Regions from separate parts of the Mus musculus genome. Here region 2 is linked to region 1. A link is a contact called in public HiChIP or PLAC-seq data. All regions are on one chromosome and are shown on one strand. The core of a region is the stretch at or near the end of the contact, and the rest is flanking DNA. Distances in the headings are between cores, read along the strand shown.

Region 1 (2,700 bases), core at 56-2,555:
CTTAACACTCCCAGGACACGACTGTCTGCAATGTGGAAAGAATCAGTAACAATCCTAACGTAGACAGAAGCGGGTGACGTGACAATCCGAAAACCAGAAAATGTTGTGGTCCCTACTACACACAAACAGCACTCGGTTCGGACCCCTCCAAGTCCAGCTCCCAGCACTCGGGTTTCCCAGCTCTTCATCCCGCCCCCCACCTTCAGGGAAGAGGAAAAACAACTTTTATTGGCCTCATCTCCCGGGGGATTGGGAAACTAGCGGGGCAGTGCTCCGGCCTGGACACGTTTCACCCGGAGCTCGGACGGCGGATAGCGGGAAAGCCAGGACTGCGACGTCCCGTCGGCCCAGGTCCTCAGCCCTACCCCACCCCAGCAAAGCAGGGGCCTGGGACAGCAGTCTGGGCTGAGCGACCCCCAGGACCCTCGACAGAAGCGAGCTCCTTGTCATGTGACGCCGCCGCCGCCAAAGCACCGCAGAAACGCAGGGCGGCGGAAGGCGTTCGCGCCAGCCCGCCTAGGCTGGCCCGGGCGCGGGCGAGTCCCGAGAGCCCGGGCGGGGGGGCGGAGGGCGGGCTTGGCGGCGGGCCCGAGCGCGCCACAAAGGCTTCCGCGCTACCGCCGCGGAGCCCGGGCGGGCGGGGGCACCGTTTTCGCGGCCCGCGGGGAGGGGTGGAGGGAAGCGGAGCGCCCGCCGCGCCCACAGCGGGTCCCGGACGCTCGGCCGCCCGCCTGCAGCCGCCGCGCCGCGCCGCGCACAGGCCCGCGCGGCCTCCCTCCCCCGCGCGGGGCCCGCGCCGGCCCGCCCGCCCGCCCGCCGCTCGCCGCTCGCGCTCCCAAGCTCTCGCCCGGCCTCCATCTTGGATCGGCGCTTCCAGCCCCCGCGCCGCTGCCGCCGCCGCCGCCGCATTTCCCCCTTTCCCGCCCCCCGCCGCCGCCGCCGCCGCCCGCGCTCACCTCAGCTGCCCATCCGGGCGCTGTCGGCCGTCGACCTAGTTTCCCCCCAAAAGTCTCCGGTGTGTTATTCCCGAGGTGGGGGGGTGGTTACGGGGTGGTCGCCGGGGGTTCGGGAGCGGGGGCCGCGCCTTCAACGGAGCTGCAATCCTAACCCGCCATCTGGTGGCATTTTCCACACGCCAATGGCGCCGCTGCAGACTCGGGTCCCGACCGCCCTCTGCTGGCCGCGCTGCTCACTGCTCCGCTGACAGGACGGGCCTGCCCGGAAAGGGGAGGGAGCTGAGGCGCGAGCAGGGGCCCTCGGACGGGGCCGCGCGCCATCGCTCGCCTCCGGGGGGCGCGCACGCGCAGCAGCGGCGCGGGAAACGTGGCCTTTTGCGTGGCTGCACCGCCCCCCTCTGCGAGGCTCCTGCTCCGCTCGGCCAATGGCGAGCCGCGGAGACGTCTGGACGAGGGCGCTGTGGACAGCTCCTGGGCCGCCCCAGGCGAGCGGAAGGACGGACTCCGCGGCGCCTGCGCGACCCGCTCGCTGGGTTGCCGCCCGCCATTTTTAGAGCTTCTCCAAGAGCCTGGAAGAAGTCCGCCCCCGGCTCTTCCGCCGAGGCCCCTCCCCGGCGGGGGCCGCGCTCCGCTCCCGCCCTGAGGCTGCCAGCCGCCCACACCCGCCCGTTATCGGGGTGAGCCGTGCCAACGCGCCCCCGAGCCCTGCTCCCTCCCCGGTTAGCGGGAGTCTCCAAGCTAGAATTGAACGCGCGGTTTATTATTATTGATGAGGCGCTTTTTCAGAACGAGGTTGAAAAGGTTTCGAGCACTGGGACGAACCCCCTGCCTGCCGCGGAGCTAAAAGGAAACAGTGACCGCTCCAGGCCGATTGGCGTCGTCCTGCCTCTGTAAAGCAGGTTCTCGCCGAGGTGCAAGCTTTGCATAAGGCGGCAGCATTGGCTAGTTAGTGAGAAAGGAGAAGCTACACGGTGAAGATAGACTCTGCGAGCAATCAGATTCTCCCACAGCCTAGGACTGCTTTCTGTGGTTCTCAAATGGACGTGCGAATAATGGAGCCTAGCCGAAAGGGAAATAGCCAGGCGTAGATCTTGACCCCTTCCTTCCCTGCTGCTCTCTACCTAAGCTGTCCTTGACCAAGGCTCTCCTAACCTTCCGCCTGCTTATTAACTCCGCACTACAAAAGTGAATTCTTGGTCTTGTAGGTCATCAGCCTCATTGCTGACTCAATTTTTTTTTATTGGCAGAGGCAGCTGCATTTTCAATATCTCCTTAGAAACGTTAAACTTGTTTATAGTCTTGAGGGCTGGCTAGCTAGCTAGTACCTCAATTGTCTCTGGAATGTATCCCAAAGGTTGCAAAGTGCGTTCCACATCACTGGAGGAACTTTGGTATGAATTCGTGACAGTCCTTTCAGCAAAGTATCTCGTTTACTAGCCTCTGATTGACTTCCTATTGTGTTCTCTGCAGAGCCTGTTTTTAGCTTGCCTTGTTAAAAGACGGTGCGGGCTCCAAGCCATAGTCATATGTAATTTAATCTATCGAATGTGTGGGACTCTGATAAAGAGCTGATATTCTATCAACATGTTTGTAGTCGTGATCTCAAAAAAATCTCACCTAGTTTAACCATCCCCCATTCCCTTCTCTCCCCAGTCCAGCCCTGCCTGAATGCCATTGCCTTTTTTTTTTCTAGAATAGCTTCAGTATTTTATCTTCTAGGTGCTTTCTGTTTTGTTTTGTTTTT
Region 2 (2,700 bases), core at 136-2,635, 230 kb before region 1:
GTAGGACAAGGAGCAAAGTTTGCTGGTACTAGAGACAGGATGAAGGATTATTCTATCAGACTATCCAGTCCTCTTCCCCAAAAGAACCAGAGCTCCTGTTACATACAGGACATTGTGATACCTTTACTGGGGGACCCAGGTTAAGATTTAAGAGACCTCACAGATCATCATCGTGAGAAGGGATGAGCTAAGGCTGTTCCAGCTGGTTACAGTGGCAATGGAACCAGGGTTGCCACCTGCATCAGTGCAATCATGATAAGTGAGCATGTTTGTAATGGGTGTCATGACTCCATTCTGCAAAAGCATTTAGAGGTTTATGGGTCACAGATGCCAAGGAAACTACGTGGCCAATTTGTTCATCCAATAGGATTGGCCTAAAGAAGTATGTTTCCTCTGAGATCAATGGTTTCTTGGAGAAGACTACTTCTTTGCTGCTACTACTAATTCTTGTTGCTGTCAACAAGATCAGTTGAAAGAAAAAAAAATGTGACAATAAATAAAACCCTGATTTTCAAGATCAGGATTATCAGAATACTTTGGGGCCAATCTCAAGACCTACTGGACCAGTTCCTGCATACTCGTGTTTCTTTGTAAACAGATTCACTAAAGTGATAAGCAGAATCAGCTGTACCTTGGTACTTTCAAGAAAACCGTCCAGAAAGCACACTAGTAACTCAACTGCATTACAGATTCTTTCAGCATAATCTCCTACAGTTCATAGCTGCTTGATAATGGGCTCATCCAGGGTTTCAGCTTACAGAGAATGGCAGCGAAATGCTTACACTTGGAGAACTTGCAGAATACGATCCTGATGATAATAACTGCCTCTTGAACAACTTAATTTATACTTTGGTCTGGATTAGATTAAGCAAAGTGCTTACACAGATAGTCTGCTAACTGTCTCAGTGCAATGTCATATTACACAATGGCCTGAACAGCTTTGGAAACAAAATCAAATCCATCTCAGTGGTATGTATTTCTTTAGTTCTGCCAGAACCTGAGCAATGTGCACTCGAGATAGAAGAAGAATCACAATGCGCAACTTCTCTATTTTAACACAGACAGAATCCTTGGTTCTCCAGACAGTGCAGTAACAAGCAAAAGGGAGAACTTCTCCAATAGCCTATTGTGGTAGTTACAGTCTTTGGGTGACGATTCTAGAAATTTCTTTAGAATTTTACTGCTGAGTTGGCATAGTTATCAAGAAGCTACTTCCTGACAGATGCTGAGTTTCTAGGTCATCTTTAGGTGTCTAATTTTATAGACTATCAAGGATGAAAAACAAACAAACAAACAAACAAACAACCTGGCTCCATTCAGTGCACTCATTCAAGGATGTGAGAAGCATGTGGATTTCCTGTTGTTTCCGAGTGAAGAAGTTGCTGATCTCAAACAATGATGCTACAGTATTATTGGTCATCATCACTGGATCTGGATCTGCTATGAGATCCCAAAGAGAATGGAGAAATCCCTCATCTACCATCTGCAGATCAAGATCACGGAATTTTGCCACACAGACTGTTGCCATTTTCTGAACACAGGGATCTTTGCACTTCAAGCATTTATAATCTCTTATCTTGTCCACTTGGATGCCAAGACTCAAATCACAGGACGTGGATCTTCACAAATATGTGGACAGTCATGATGTTCGAGCTTAGGTGACTCTTGGCATAGCTCAGTACATAAAGGCAACCGTTCTAGGGTGCCAGTCTGCATACACTGTATCTGGAAAGAGAAAGCTAACATCTACTTGACAGTCAGTGGCAATCACTATCTTCATATCTTCCTTCTTTTTTTGAGTTTGGCTTTTTATGGGGGGGGGGAACAGTGGTGGTTTGAGACAGGGTCTCTATACATCTCTGGCTGTCTTAGAACTCACTATATAGATCAGGCTGCCCTTAATTCCAGATATTTGCCTGCCTTTGCATCCTCAGTGCTGAGATTAAAAGCCTGTGCCACTATACCTGAGTGAGCTTGGCTTTTGATTTAAAAATGTATCCCTTTCTAACTGGTTATGAAGTACTAGAAATCCGTCATGACTTGGGAGAACATGCACCAGAGGCAAGGGCAAGGAGGCAGGGATAACCAGAGAGGCTAGACAGGGTGACAGCATAACAGGTTCCTTCCCTTTACAATTCTTCCTTATACTATCATTCAATTTATTTTATTTTTGTGATATATTTTTCTAATATCAGGTTTGCTGTACATTTTCCTTCCTTATTTAATTAGAACATTATGCTTCTACAGTTTTTTTGTTTGTTTGGTTGGATTTTTTCTTTTCTTTTTCTTTTTTTTTTTTTTGGTTTTTCGAGACAGGGTTTCCTCTGTGTAGCCCTGGCTGTCCTGGAACTCACTCTGTAGACCAGGCTGGCCTCGAACTCAGAAATCCGCCTGCCTCTGCCTCCCAAGTGCTGCGATTGAAGGCGTGCAACTACCACACTCCAGCTGCTTCTACAGTTTTAAGAATGTAAAAATTGATTAAATATCAGTTATATGTAGCATCAAAACTTAACCTTAGTTACCAAAGTTTCCTACATTTGTTTCTTTTACTGTATTCAGCTTCCACTTTGTTAGAAAACGTCTTCATTGATCTTCAATATATAATATGTAGTTCATAGAAAACTTATCCATTAAAACCCCCACTGTTCCACGCTCTCTATAGAGTTCTTGTTACATAATACAATAAAACTATAAGTTTGC

What was found. HiChIP or PLAC-seq counts read pairs in DNA pulled down with a chosen protein or histone mark.
Region 2: a contact with region 1 is called in an H3K27ac HiChIP or PLAC-seq map of microglia, with 7 times the contacts expected there. The contact joins the enhancer-like site here to the promoter of Stag1 in region 1. A contact is called at or near these places in 1 of 15 datasets of contacts at CTCF or cohesin (large pre-B cells), 3 of 484 Hi-C or Micro-C datasets (bone marrow-derived macrophages, nephron progenitors and neutrophils), 14 of 115 datasets of contacts at active chromatin or transcription factors (the SCID.adh cell line, T-cell acute lymphoblastic leukemia, bone marrow-derived macrophages and 11 more) and 3 of 9 other capture datasets (adipose tissue, liver and pancreatic islet).

The regions. Positions count from the first base shown.
Region 1 is chr9:100,642,053-100,644,752 of GRCm38.p6, reverse strand. It overlaps Stag1 (stromal antigen 1), which reads right to left and starts at 1,305. Exons shown (of 34, transcript NM_009282.4): 1 at 957-1,305.
Region 2 is chr9:100,874,561-100,877,260 of GRCm38.p6, reverse strand. All of the region lies in intron 14 of Stag1 (stromal antigen 1), which reads right to left. It also overlaps the pseudogene Gm3081. Among named protein-coding and RNA genes, the nearest start is that of Pccb, 160 kb to the left of the region's middle. Within about 2 kb of position 1,385, at least 1 of the 459 cell types and tissues checked has an H3K27ac peak or open chromatin away from gene starts, as enhancers often do. A contact at or near this core is called in microglia, where this site is marked.